2 separate regions of the Gossypium hirsutum genome follow, and region 2 is linked to region 1. A link is a contact called in public Hi-C data. All regions are on one chromosome and are shown on one strand. The core of a region is the stretch at or near the end of the contact, and the rest is flanking DNA. Distances in the headings are between cores, read along the strand shown.

Evidence for each region. A called contact is a pair of places that touch in the nucleus more often than the background predicts.
Region 2: a contact with region 1 is called in a Hi-C map of leaf, with 2.4 times the contacts expected there. The contact joins the promoter of LOC107935189 here to the enhancer-like site in region 1. A contact is called at or near these places in 9 of 34 Hi-C or Micro-C datasets (callus, hypocotyl and leaf).

Annotation. Positions count from the first base shown.
Region 1 is chrA09:80,401,619-80,407,812 of Gossypium_hirsutum_v2.1, reverse strand. It overlaps the pseudogene LOC107935204. Among protein-coding and RNA genes, the nearest start is that of TRNAM-CAU, 3.9 kb to the right of the region's middle. Within about 2 kb of position 2,717, at least 9 of the 9 cell types and tissues checked have an H3K27ac peak or open chromatin away from gene starts, as enhancers often do. A contact at or near this core is called in hypocotyl and leaf, where this site is marked.
Region 2 is chrA09:80,480,890-80,487,083 of Gossypium_hirsutum_v2.1, reverse strand. It overlaps LOC107935189 (RING-H2 finger protein ATL29), which reads left to right and starts at 2,398. Exons shown (of 1, transcript XM_016867756.2): 1 at 2,398-3,282. The coding sequence starts at 2,398. The coding sequence ends at 3,282. It overlaps LOC107935177 (transcription factor bHLH71), which reads left to right and starts at 4,076. Exons shown (of 3, transcript XM_016867741.2): 1 at 4,076-4,922; 2 at 4,993-5,382; 3 at 5,450-5,649. The coding sequence starts at 4,524. The coding sequence ends at 5,548. It also overlaps the pseudogene LOC107935209.

The DNA.
Region 1 (6,194 bases), core at 1,468-3,967:
CTTTGACCCTTATGTGATGTGTGAAACGACGCCGTTTGGAGTCTGATCAGTGGCTCCAAAACGGCGCCGTATTGAGCATGACCCGCGTGTTGACCCGTCAGGCCCCAAGGATCCGCGTGCTTAGGCCTGAGGGGATATTTGCGAAATAAGCCCCTCCGCCTTTATGGCGTTTTCAATGCAATTTTTTTATTATTCGCAATTTCGGTCTTAAAATTTCCTTTTGTTTTATTTTAATCCCCAGACCATGTATGTGCACTTCCTTGGAACGGCGCCGTTTGGTTGGTGCGGGATATTTCCCCAGTTAATCCTTAGCTTCTTTCGCGCCTTTGAAATTAGTCCCTACGTTTGGTTTACTTTTTTAATTTATCCTGTCAATTTAGTTTAAGTTGTATTTTAATCCTTCTTCTTTATTTTTGGTTATTTTGTCATTTGAATGTGATATTTTATTATTGTCTTCTTACTTTAAATCTTACTATATATATATACATATATATGTCTAATATTTAATAATATATATACATGATTATATTATCTATTTTTATAATTTATGTATGTATTTATATATACATTTTAAGTATTTATATTTATATGCCTATATTTTTACCATCCGTATCTATATACATACGTTCGTACATCTCATGTTTCATATATGTTTATATATACATGTTCTCGTTATTATTTTACAATTTCAAGCATGTATGTATATGTGAATAAATTTTTATAATATATGTATGTACATACTTTTTTTAATTTGTATAAGTATATGTATATGCACATTGTTCTATCTTAAAATTTTCATATTTATGTACATATACACGTTCTTGTAATGTACATACTTTTATTATATATTCTTATGTTTTATAATCTACTCATGTATATGTAAATACTCACATTTTCATATTCTATAACACATATATATTTTATATTTTTATAGTTATATACATTTTCTTCGTTTATTTCTTCATTTACATTTTCATTATTTAGAATGAATGTTTTAATATGCTTATAATTGTGTATTATATTAGTTCGTCTCTGTATTTATTTTCACCCAGTAGCCTTTGTTTGTATTATTTTGCTTATATCATCATCATTTCCATTACACTAAATTTTTTATTTAGATTTCAAAAAAGAAATTTTAAAAATAAGTAATATTCGGTATTTTGGATCTTCGAGAGAATCGAGCGCTAACGTACTGGATTCCGACTTTCTTCGTTGAATTTAAATAATTGGGATTACTCTTTTTTAAAATGATAAAAAGCTCGTTATCGAGAATTCAATATGTTGTGTCCTAACGCATTGGATGTGACATGTTGTTTCCTCGAGACGAGGATTTTTCGAAATAAATACCATATTCAATGTTTAATATTTTGGAAAAATTGTGCCCTAACGTATTGGGTTGCGATTTCTTCATTTGATTTAAACAACTGAATATTCTTTTAAACTTTATTACACGAATCTTTTCAAACTTAAGTTTTAAATGATCTCGGAAATAAAAAAGATCGTGTCTTAACTCACTGGACATGATCCCCTTTTTAATCCAAGATAATTAAATATCTTAAATAAGTAAATTTTGACATTCATTCGCATATCGGGAATTCGAGACATTGTGTCCTAACTTACTGGATATGATGCTTTCTTTCTCGATTAACGTGGAACGTGCCCCTCTTTTCCCAAAATTTTCAACACTTTAATACAAGGATCGTATTTTTAAAATTCTTTTAAATTCTCAATTTTCGACATTAAGACATTAAGTAATCAACTAGGTACCAATTTTGGGCGTATCGAGGGTGCTAATCCTTCCTCGTGCGTAACCGACTCCCGAACCCGTTTTCTAAATTTCGTGGACCAAAACCGTTGTTTTAATAAAAATCAAACCGTTTATTATAACAACCATTTTCGAGGTAATCCAATCACACCTCATAAAAAAGGGATTGGTGGCGACTCCCATTTTTGTTTTCATTTTCCAAAACCCAAGTCGACCCCGTTTTTCATCAAAAAAAGGTGTCAACAAAATGTATGAGTGGCTGATTCATGGGAGGAAAAGAGGAAGAACCTTCGATTGCGTCACGGATATTGTTTCTGGATAACTTTATGTAAGGAAGGTAGAAAGTAGATTTATGAGCATAGCAGGAAGACATATAATAGGGAGCCGCCAGTGTAGGCATGCAAAACAATAAAAACATCTATTACAGAAAAATATGGGGATCTGTTTGACAATTTCTTCATAATATGTACCCATTCCTGTTTTACTTCCATTATCATAGCCAACGAACTCGCTGTTAATACAACTAACAACACCCACTCATGCACTTTCTTTTGCATTTCCCAATACTAAATAAATATTTTTTCTAAATATATAAAGCAAAAATTTAGAAGAAAATGGGGATATTTATTTTGACAAATTTGATAATATCTATCCTTCAAAGGTCAAATTTATAAGAAAGGTCCCTGCATGTGATTAATTTTTTAAAACATGTAAAGTATATATATATATTTACAAGGAGATTATAATAGAGAGGCTAAATCATCCAAAACCCAAAAGTACAAGGAGCTTATAAAAAAATTTACCACAGTGGGAGCTTAGCTTCTAATCCGTACAGTAAAGTGAAACAAAGAGAATGCAGACACGTTTCACGCACGTGCTCGAACGAAGGCTATAGGCTATCTATGAGACACAGCTACGCCGGAATTTATCACCCAGTACTCGGGCCTTCGTAGAAACCGCCTTTATTTTTTTTATTATTGGGTTGTCCAGTCTCCAATTCCTCTATTTCCCCCAACCACCCTTAGTGAAAGTAAAAATAATCAGCCCAAATATTAAATAAAATCGCAAAGAAAAATCTAAATCTAAATCTAAATCCCCCCATTGCCATCCTCTATTCCTCGTAACCAAATCTGCCCACTTTATATGGAATGAAGGACCATAGGTTAGCACCGACGATGAATCTATGGACGGACGATAACGCCCCGGTTATGGAAGCTTTTATGAGCTCCGATCTTTCGTCTTTGTGGCCGCCGCCGCTATCCTCTGCCTCCACTTCCACTCCAGCTGCTTCTGCTGCCGGTGGTGGTGGTGGTGGTGGTGGGGGCACGACCTCTCCATTTCTTTCCTCGCCCAATCTCAGCCTTCCGTTTCTCTCCTCAATCAAGAAACTCTTCAACAGCGTCTCCAGGCGCTGATCGAAGGAGGCCGTGATTGTTGGACTTACGCCATTTTTTGGCAGTCCTCGTACGATTACTCGGGCGCTACTGTGCTTGGCTGGGGCGACGGGTATTACAAAGGCGAAGAAGATAAAGGGAAAGGGAAGTCCAAAGCTTATTCGTCTTCAGTTGCGGAACAAGAGCACCGTAAAAAAGTGCTCAGGGAACTTAATTCTTTGATTTCTGGCTCAACAGCCACCGCCGACGACGCTGTCGACGAAGAAGTCACCGACACCGAGTGGTTCTTTTTAGTATCCATGACGCAATCTTTCGTCACCGGCAGCGGGCTCCCGGGGCAGGCGCTTTACAATTCCAGTCCGGTTTGGGTTGCCGGTTCGGACCGATTAGCCAGCTCGATGTGCGAGAGAGCCAGGCAAGGGCAGCTTTTCGGTTTGCAGACGATCGTTTGTATACCGTCGGCGAATGGCGTTGTCGAATTGGGGTCAACGGAACTTATCACGCAAAGCTCAGATCTGATGAATAAGGTTCGGATTTTGTTTAATTTCAATAATGGGATTGAAGCTGGTTCTTGGTCTGTGAGTAATAACACAGCTGATCAAGGCGAAAATGATCCGTCTTCGCTTTGGATTAGTGAACCAAATAATGGAGTCGAACCCAAGGATAACAATAACAACGGCAATCACAATCCGTCGATTCAGGATCCAAGTACGAGCAGTTTAACTGAGAATCCAAGTTCTATTCATGGTGGAAATCAGCAGCAGCAGCCGCAGGGACAGAGTTTCCGCTTGAATTTCTCCAATTATGGCTTTGATGGGAATAGCAGTGTGAAGAATGGAAAATTTTCTGCTCATTTGTTGAAACCAGAATCCGGGGAGATATTGAACTTTGGTGAGAGTAAGAAAAGTGGGAATGGGAATTTGTTTTCAGCCAATTCTCAGTTAGTGGTGGAGGAGAATAAGAAGAAAAGGTCGCCTACTTCGAGAGGGAGTAATGAAGATGGAATGATTTCGTTCACTTCTGGCGCAGTTTTGCCTTGTTCGGGTGTGGCCAAACCCGGTGGCTGTGCTAGGGATTCGGACAACTCTGATATCGAAGCTTCCATCGTGAAGGAAGCTGATAGTAGCAGAGTTGTGGAGCCTGAAAAGAGGCCTCGGAAACGAGGGAGAAAACCAGCAAACGGAAGAGAAGAGCCTCTGAACCACGTAGAAGCAGAGCGGCAAAGAAGAGAGAAGCTTAACCAGAAGTTTTATGCGCTGCGTGCCGTAGTTCCTAACGTATCAAAGATGGATAAAGCATCGCTCCTTGGTGATGCTATTTCGTATATTAACGAGCTTAGGACAAAGGTGCAGGATGCAGATTCAGAGAAAGAGGAGTTGCTGAAACAATTAGATGAGATGAAGAAACAATTGGCAAGTAAAGAATCTTGTTCGATGGCACCACCACCGCCTGATCAAGACCGCAACATGTCGAACAAATTGATTGAATTAGATATCGATGTCAAGATCATAGGATTGGATGCAATGATTCGAATCCAATGCAGTAAAAAGAACCATCCAGCTGCAAGGTTGATGACTGCCTTGAAGGAGTTAGACCTTGATGTGCATCACGCTAGTGTGTCAGTAGTAAACGACTTGATGATCCAGCAAGCAAGCATGAAGATGGGGAGCCGGTTTTACACACAGGAGCAGCTCAGAATAGCTCTAGCATCCAAAGTTGGAGATGCAAGATAAGAGAGTGATGAGCAGAGCTTGACCTGTGTAAGCAATTGGGATCATTAGAGCTTGAACAAAAATGATAAAATAGAACCAGAGTTTCATTGTTTAAACTGGCAGCAGGTCTCTGGGACATTTTATGGCTCCCGGTAGCACAAGCTCTGTAAAATATTGTTCCATTTTGCTCCTATTATTAGTGTTTAGTGTAGGTATTAGTCTCTTAGTGGTGATTTGAATCAAGGAGGGTTGATTTCCCCCATTAATTCATCACTGAAAACTGCCTTTTTGGTGTTAAATCTTGTAGTTGTATGCCTTCACTCTTCAATGTATATTTGTTTCATTGGGACAAGTTTTACTGGACCTGAAGCATGCATGTTTTTGTAACCTTTTGTTGCTTGCTTCACCTGTCTTGCCTTTTCTTGCATTTTCATGGCAATTGTTGCTCTTTTTATTGGGACAAACTGCTTCCCTGTTTTTGCCATATGTTGGGCCTTATATGGTTTCCATGCTAATACTGCACAGACAATTTGCATTTATCTTTTGAAAGGATTGCATCTCAAAATCTGCCTTTCTGCAAATGTGAGTTTAGATGTAGCAGGCACCAACATCTTTGGATAATTTTTAGAAGCTCAAAAGCTAATAACAAATAACAACAAAAAGTAAAAATAAAAATACAATGCTTCTTCCTTTATTCAAATACAAATTTGGGGGGTTAAATAATGAACCAGTGATTTAATGAATAGAAACAAAAAAGAAATAAATGAACGATCAGATTACGTAGCCAAGCCATGCACTCCGTATAGTCTCCTTTTCATTGGTTTCATAAGTACATCAAAATCAATGTACACTCATCTCTTTTCCCGTCTGTTGAACCCTTTGTCCCCTCAAATCCTCAAAGCTCCAATCCCTCCTCATGCCCGAGCTCCTCACCAACCTTGGCTGAGCGCCGACGTTAGCTTCAAACCCCATCGTGCCGTAAGTTGTAGCAATCGTATTAAACCGGATAGGACCCTTCTTTATCTTCTTGGAAGGAATCCCCGAAGTGCTGCTGGTGCTGCTTGGCTCCTTACCCTTTTGTTCATAACCTTGAGGGCTCATATTCCCTGACCAACTTCTATTTAACCCTACACAACAAGACTTACTGATGCCCGTTTCTTTACCAAAATCAATATCATCGTTTGAATTTGTTCTTTGCAGGACAGGGCAGGTACAACAATTTAGACTCATGGCTTTTGTTGTTTTTTCTCACTTGTTTGATGATCAAAAGAAGCACGTCAAAAGGAATTGAGGGGTTGAAAAGAGATGTTTTCTATTGCAGTT
Region 2 (6,194 bases), core at 1,149-3,648, 80 kb before region 1:
TAACCATGCCCGCTTCTGATTATAGCTTCCTTAAATTACCCAGAAGCCTTGAAGATCTACATATCCTCAGGTTCGTTTGGCCTTTTGCTATTAATTTGGTTTTTTAGAAAAGAAAAAAAAAAGAAGAGATTGAATTGGTTACTTTAATGTGTTTTATTGGTGATTGAGAATGTATAACAAAATTAGTTGTGTTTTTGTATTTTTTTTTTCTGGGAAATATTTTGTTTTGGTGGGTAATGCTTTCTTTGAGATTCCATGCAATTCTTTTATGTTTTATTTTCTCTGTAATTTAACAAGTTATGGGATCCATCTGGTTTTCAAGCAATTGAAGCCTTTTTAGTTTCGTTTTTTCTTATAATGAATTTGGGCAACAAATGAATGAATTTTGGACTGGACTGCAATGTACTTCAGCTCATTAGGATCAATGGTGCAGAGAATAGAACTTCAAGTCCTTAGAGAACTAAGAATACCATAGAATAATGTGGGGCAATATTTATTGGTTAATGCTAAGTTTGATTCGATTATGTGAGATGGTTAGATATTTGCTTTAAAGAGATAGTTGGTGAGAAAATGCATTTGGTTAAAGAGGGTATACAATGAAATGAACTATCATGCTCTGATCATTTGAGCTCTCCAGGTTCACAATTAAAACATTTTTCTTCTCATTGGCTTATCCTAATCCCTGTGTTATCAGTCTTTTGTTCTGTCGTTTGTGTTGCTTTGATATGCATTGATTGTTTTTGTACAATGTATCATTGTAGAGATCACCTTGAAATCTACACAAGTGACTACACCCTACAAGTCTTGGTGGGGTATTGTGCAGTCTACATTTTCATGCAAACTTTCATGATTCCGGGAACTGTTTTCATGTCATTGCTCGCTGGAGCATTGTTTGGAGTCTTGAAAGGTGTAGCTCTTGTTGTGATCACCGCCACTGCCGGAGCTTCTTCATGCTATTTCCTGTCGAAATTAGTTGGACGCCCCCTTGTCATTTCCCTTTGGCCTGACAAGCTGAGCTTCTTCCAAGCTCAGGTGATTTCAACTCCTTGTTCAGTAAGTTGTCTTTTTCTTACATCGAGCTAAAAAGTATAATAAGCTTTATCGGCTTTTCGTGCTTGCAGGTGGCTCAAAGAAGAGAAAGCCTGTTGAACTATATGCTTTTTTTGAGGCTTACTCCAACTTTGCCGAACACATTCATTAATGTTGCTTCGCCTATTGTCGATGTGCCTTACCATATTTTCTTCATGGCAACTTTCATTGGACTTATTCCTGCTGCTTTCTTAACTGTCAGGGTATTTTACTTTGGACTTCCATGTGAAATTTGCATGTTAAGCTGTTAGACTGACATGGCAGAGCACATCCCTTGAATACAATCTTGATACTTAAATAACTTGTGGTTGCATGTTTCTTCTGCATGCAGGCAGGAATAGCTCTCGGAGAATTGCAATCGGTGGGGGATCTTTACAACTTCAACTCAATTGCCACTCTTTTCCTTATAGGGGTTGTCTCTGTCACGCCTACGCTAATGAGCAAGCCCAAATTATAGCATCCTAGCACCTGAGCTTGTGTATAGGCTAGCATCAAATAAATGCAATGTGCTGCTGCTGCTTCTCGGGTTAAACGGAATCCGCATCCAATACCAAACATGCTGATCGGATAAGGTGTTACTGTGCCAATCATCAAATTCTTTGCCATGCATTGTATTATTTGCTTTAACCATTCCCAGGTTAAGTCTGTATAGGAAGACGGATATAAGAAAAGTTGGGGAGAAGTTGTTATCTGTTTCAATTTCTAAAATTCATTGTCAGTAATAATACTACTCTTCAGTGTCTGTACAGATTGTATATCCATTTTTAGAAGCTTATCATTATCAATGGACATCTTGTCAAATGTTTGTACAAATTTACCACGGAGAACAAGGTTCACAATGCTAAAATTTACTCAATATGTTAATTGAGGTAATTCACCTTAAGAAACAAGAATTTATTAGGACACAAGGGTTGTTACTAAATAATTGTCGAAGGCAAGATATGGCTTTCAAAAGAAATGGCTAGAATTAAGCATGTGTCACAAATTTTAAGCTTTTAGATGGTCTATATCCAAGACTCACCATATTTATAGTTCCAACATATCGTAGTCATCAGAGGAAATTAAGGGCAAATATAACAGGATTCAGCCATAAGATCCAAATCCTTCTCGTAAGGACTCGTTCAATAACCCCGCATTTTTACCATTTGCCAAGCATCACCTTTCCAAATTAAGGTTACCAATCGCTTGTTCATACTCCTATAACAAAGAAAAATTGAAAAAAAAAAAAAAAAGGATTACTGATCTCATCTCCTAGAAAAGAAAAGTTAACACAGTCTAGCCAATGGTATATGCTACCATTTTTATTCAATGTCAACATATTCTTCTAATGTTGCTCATCCACCCTCAACATCATCAGCCTACAATCCCCCGGTGCCTGTAATCATAACAGTAATTTTCCTCCTTTCATTCTTATTTGGTTTCTTCACAGTACACTTTTTAAAGTGTCTCCTTGAATATATTGCAAGTAATAGGAACATTGAGGCTAACACTGCTGCAGATGTTGTGGTTGCTGCTGCCCCAGAAGATACAGCAAATAAAAGCAATGGTCTTGATCCTGAACTAGTACAAGCTTTCCCGACGTTCTATTATTCGACCGTCAAAGAGTTTCGTCGCGAAAAGTACGGCCTAGAATGTGCTATTTGTTTGGGGGAGTTCGTAGATGACGATATGCTTCGACTTTTGACGATTTGTTTCCATGTTTTCCATAAAGAATGTGTTGATCTTTGGCTTGAATCGAATAAAACATGCCCGGTTTGTCGTGGCGAGCTAGACGTGCCTAGGAAATCGTTAGAGAAATCTCCTGTACTGCTTCAGAGTAATTCCATGCATGAAATTGGGGCAAATCAAAGTCCTCTACAAAATGCTGTTTGCATTGAGATTAAAGAAGATAACAAGGAGAAAGCTGATGAAGCTCAAAGCTCTTCAACCACAAAAGAACATCACAAGAAACGTGAAGGAGTGGAAAGATTTTTTAGGTCAAATTCCACAGGCCACTCCATATTTAGAACTAGAGAAGAAGATGATAAATATACTCTAAGATTGCTTGACCATGTCAAAATAAAAATTTTAAGGGGACATAAAGCTGCAATAAGTTGTATATCATTTAGAGATTTTACAAGCCCCTTGAATTCCAAAAATGCAGCTTCAGGTGAAACATCAGAGTCACTTCAAGGTGACTTAGATAAAGTATAAGTTGATGTAGGCTCCTTTCTTCAATTATCTTAGGATATTCTAAATAGAATTTGAACTCATGCCTTCCTATTTCAATAAACTCAGGGGAAAAAAAAATAAACGAATTCATTGTGAACTTTCATCTATCTAATTTTTTTATCACTAGATTATATGTGGATGGGTATGGTATATGTAGTTTTGTAGTTTCAGAGGTGTGTAAATATTTGAACTTAAGAACAATAGTTGAGAGGAAAGCCAATTATATCGTGAAAGGATTTTATTACATTCCAGTTAAACGTTTCACTAAGCATTGCAGACATCATTGTAACTATACATACCATCACCAAAGAGTCACATGGATTAGCCTGCAATATGGCTGACAAATCGGACCATCAGTCTTCTTCACCAGATAAGGCGACAGCTCCCTTCCCTGTGTTTCTTTGTCTCTTGTGTTTCTCTCTTTTATGGCCATTTCATCTAATTACAGTGATCATGAAAGTGCTCAAAAGAACTCTAATGGCTCTTGGTTTTTTTGAACCTAAGCCTAAGCTGTTAATTAAAAGTCTACTCCACTGATTCTCACATATGTTCCTTTATTTGTATGATCATTGGCAAGTCAAATGATGATCTTCCAATTGTATATGCTGCAGAGAATGGGTTGTCAAGCACATGTTAAGCTTTCCTTGTAAAACAGTAGTGTACGAGAATCTAGGGCCCGTGAGCCAGTCTTTTTTTTTTCCCTGCCAAATACAACATAGATTTGAATGTGCACAGTAGCTTTAACCCACAGCTTGTTGTATTGTTTGTATGCATATCCCTATATAGATTTGGGTCCCCCCCCTCTCCCCCACCTCCACTCTCTCCATTGCAGTCACTGTGCCTGCAATGTTGACAAACCCCAAAACAAGGCTGAGTGAAGAGCTTCTTTCATTTTCCTTCACTTTCTTGCTGGCACACAAAAGAGAACTTATCCTTTCTTTCTCCTATACTGCCCCTCTCACGTGCATGCACCATATATTTTTCTCTCTAATACATTATTACCCCAGACCTTAGCTGCTAACTTCATTTTAACCTCTCTCTCTCTCTCTCTCTCTCTCTCTCTCTCTCTCTCTCTCTCTCTCTCAACAACAAGATTTGAAGCTGTGGGGTTAATGCTAGAAAGTCCCTTTTGTCTTTAAAATGAAACTAGATTTGCAAGTTCCCAACATTTCAAGCCGTATGATTAGTTGGAGCTGTGAATTGTGGAGATTGTAGAGAAGATAATGGCACTTGAAACCCTTTCATCCAACGAGCTGTTGAACTTTATTATCTATGATACTATATTCGCAACCCCATGTAGCAGCCATCACCATGAGTCATTGGTCACTGATTTCTCAATGGAAAATAGTTTCAGCTCCTTAGAACAAGCTAGGAATAGTGGTAATGCTTTGAGTTGTTTGCCAATGGTGACCCCAAAGTGCCGCTCAAAGGGAATGGAAAGGTCCAACTTGGCAGTTCAAGGGAGGAAAAAAAGAAGGAGAAAGCCAAGGGTTTGCAAGAACAAAGCAGAGGCTGAGACACAAAGAATGACTCACATTGCTGTTGAGAGAAACAGACGAAAGCAAATGAATGAGCATCTCACTGTTCTACGCTCCCTCATGCCTGAATCTTATGTTCAAAGGGTTTGTCTCTTTCTTCCCCTCTCTTCTATGTATGTATGTATGTAGAATAAAATAATTGTTGCATGTGTAGGGTGATCAAGCATCCATAGTAGGTGGAGCTATAGAGTTTGTGAAGGAACTTGAGCATCTTCTGCAAACACTTGAAGCTCAAAAGCATCGTGTAGAAACCAACAAGTCATTGCTATCATCATCGTCGTCACCACCGTTTGCACAATTCTTCACGCACCCTCAATACACTTGGTCACAGATCCCTAACAAACATACACCAAAAACAAAGGCATCAATAGCGGATATCGAGGTGACATTGATCCAAACTCATGCTAACCTTCGAATCCTCACACGAAAAGTTCACAAGCAGCTTCCCAAGCTTGTTGCTGGTTTACACTCACTTTACCTTTCCATCCTTCACCTCAATGTCACATCCATGGATACATTAATTCTCTACTCTATCAGTGTCAAGGTAAATTCATCTTATTATATATAATTTTAGCAAATAAATTATTGATCTTCACATGGTAAAATGACAGGTTGAAGAAGGATGCCAACTGAACTCAGTAGATAACATAGCAGGTGCAGTTCACAATATGCTCAGAATAATTGAGGAAGAAGCTACTACCTTATGTTGATAAACTTTTGTACCTAAATTACCTTTTGTTTTACTGTCAAATCACCAAAATGCCACCACTTTTTTTTGTTCCTTCTTTATAAATAAAGTTGGTTTTTTTGAGAGGGGTGTTTAGGGTTTCTTCAATTTTTATTTTTATTTTAAAAGGTTTTCCCTTTAGAGTCAATGAAAGTTAGTGTGTTTTGAAGTTTGGGTTTGTTTTTTTTTTTGTGATTTTTTTAGAATGTATAATAATTTGAGGTGAGATTAACGGTGCATTTGCTTAGATGAAAAAGTATAAGGACGAGAGAAAGAAAAAGAAATTGGAAAGAAAATGAATTGCGAGTGCGTCTTGTAGGGAAGAAAACAAAGGAAAAAAAAATAGGGAAAAGATGATTTTTTTATCCTAATGCATAAAAATTAAACTTTCCATATATTGAAATTGATGAGAGAAATTAACATCTTGGTTTAAAATTATGTATTTTTTAAAGGTTTTATTTTCTTTCCTTCCCATTTTCACCTTTACCAAGTAATAATTTTCTTTTCATTTTTCCGTCTCTTCTACTAAGTACACCTATAAAAAGAAAAATTATATTTTTCATTTTTCTAATTTTCTATCTCTTCAATTTTTCGTTCTCTTTCCTCTCAACCAAACAAATCTTAAATGT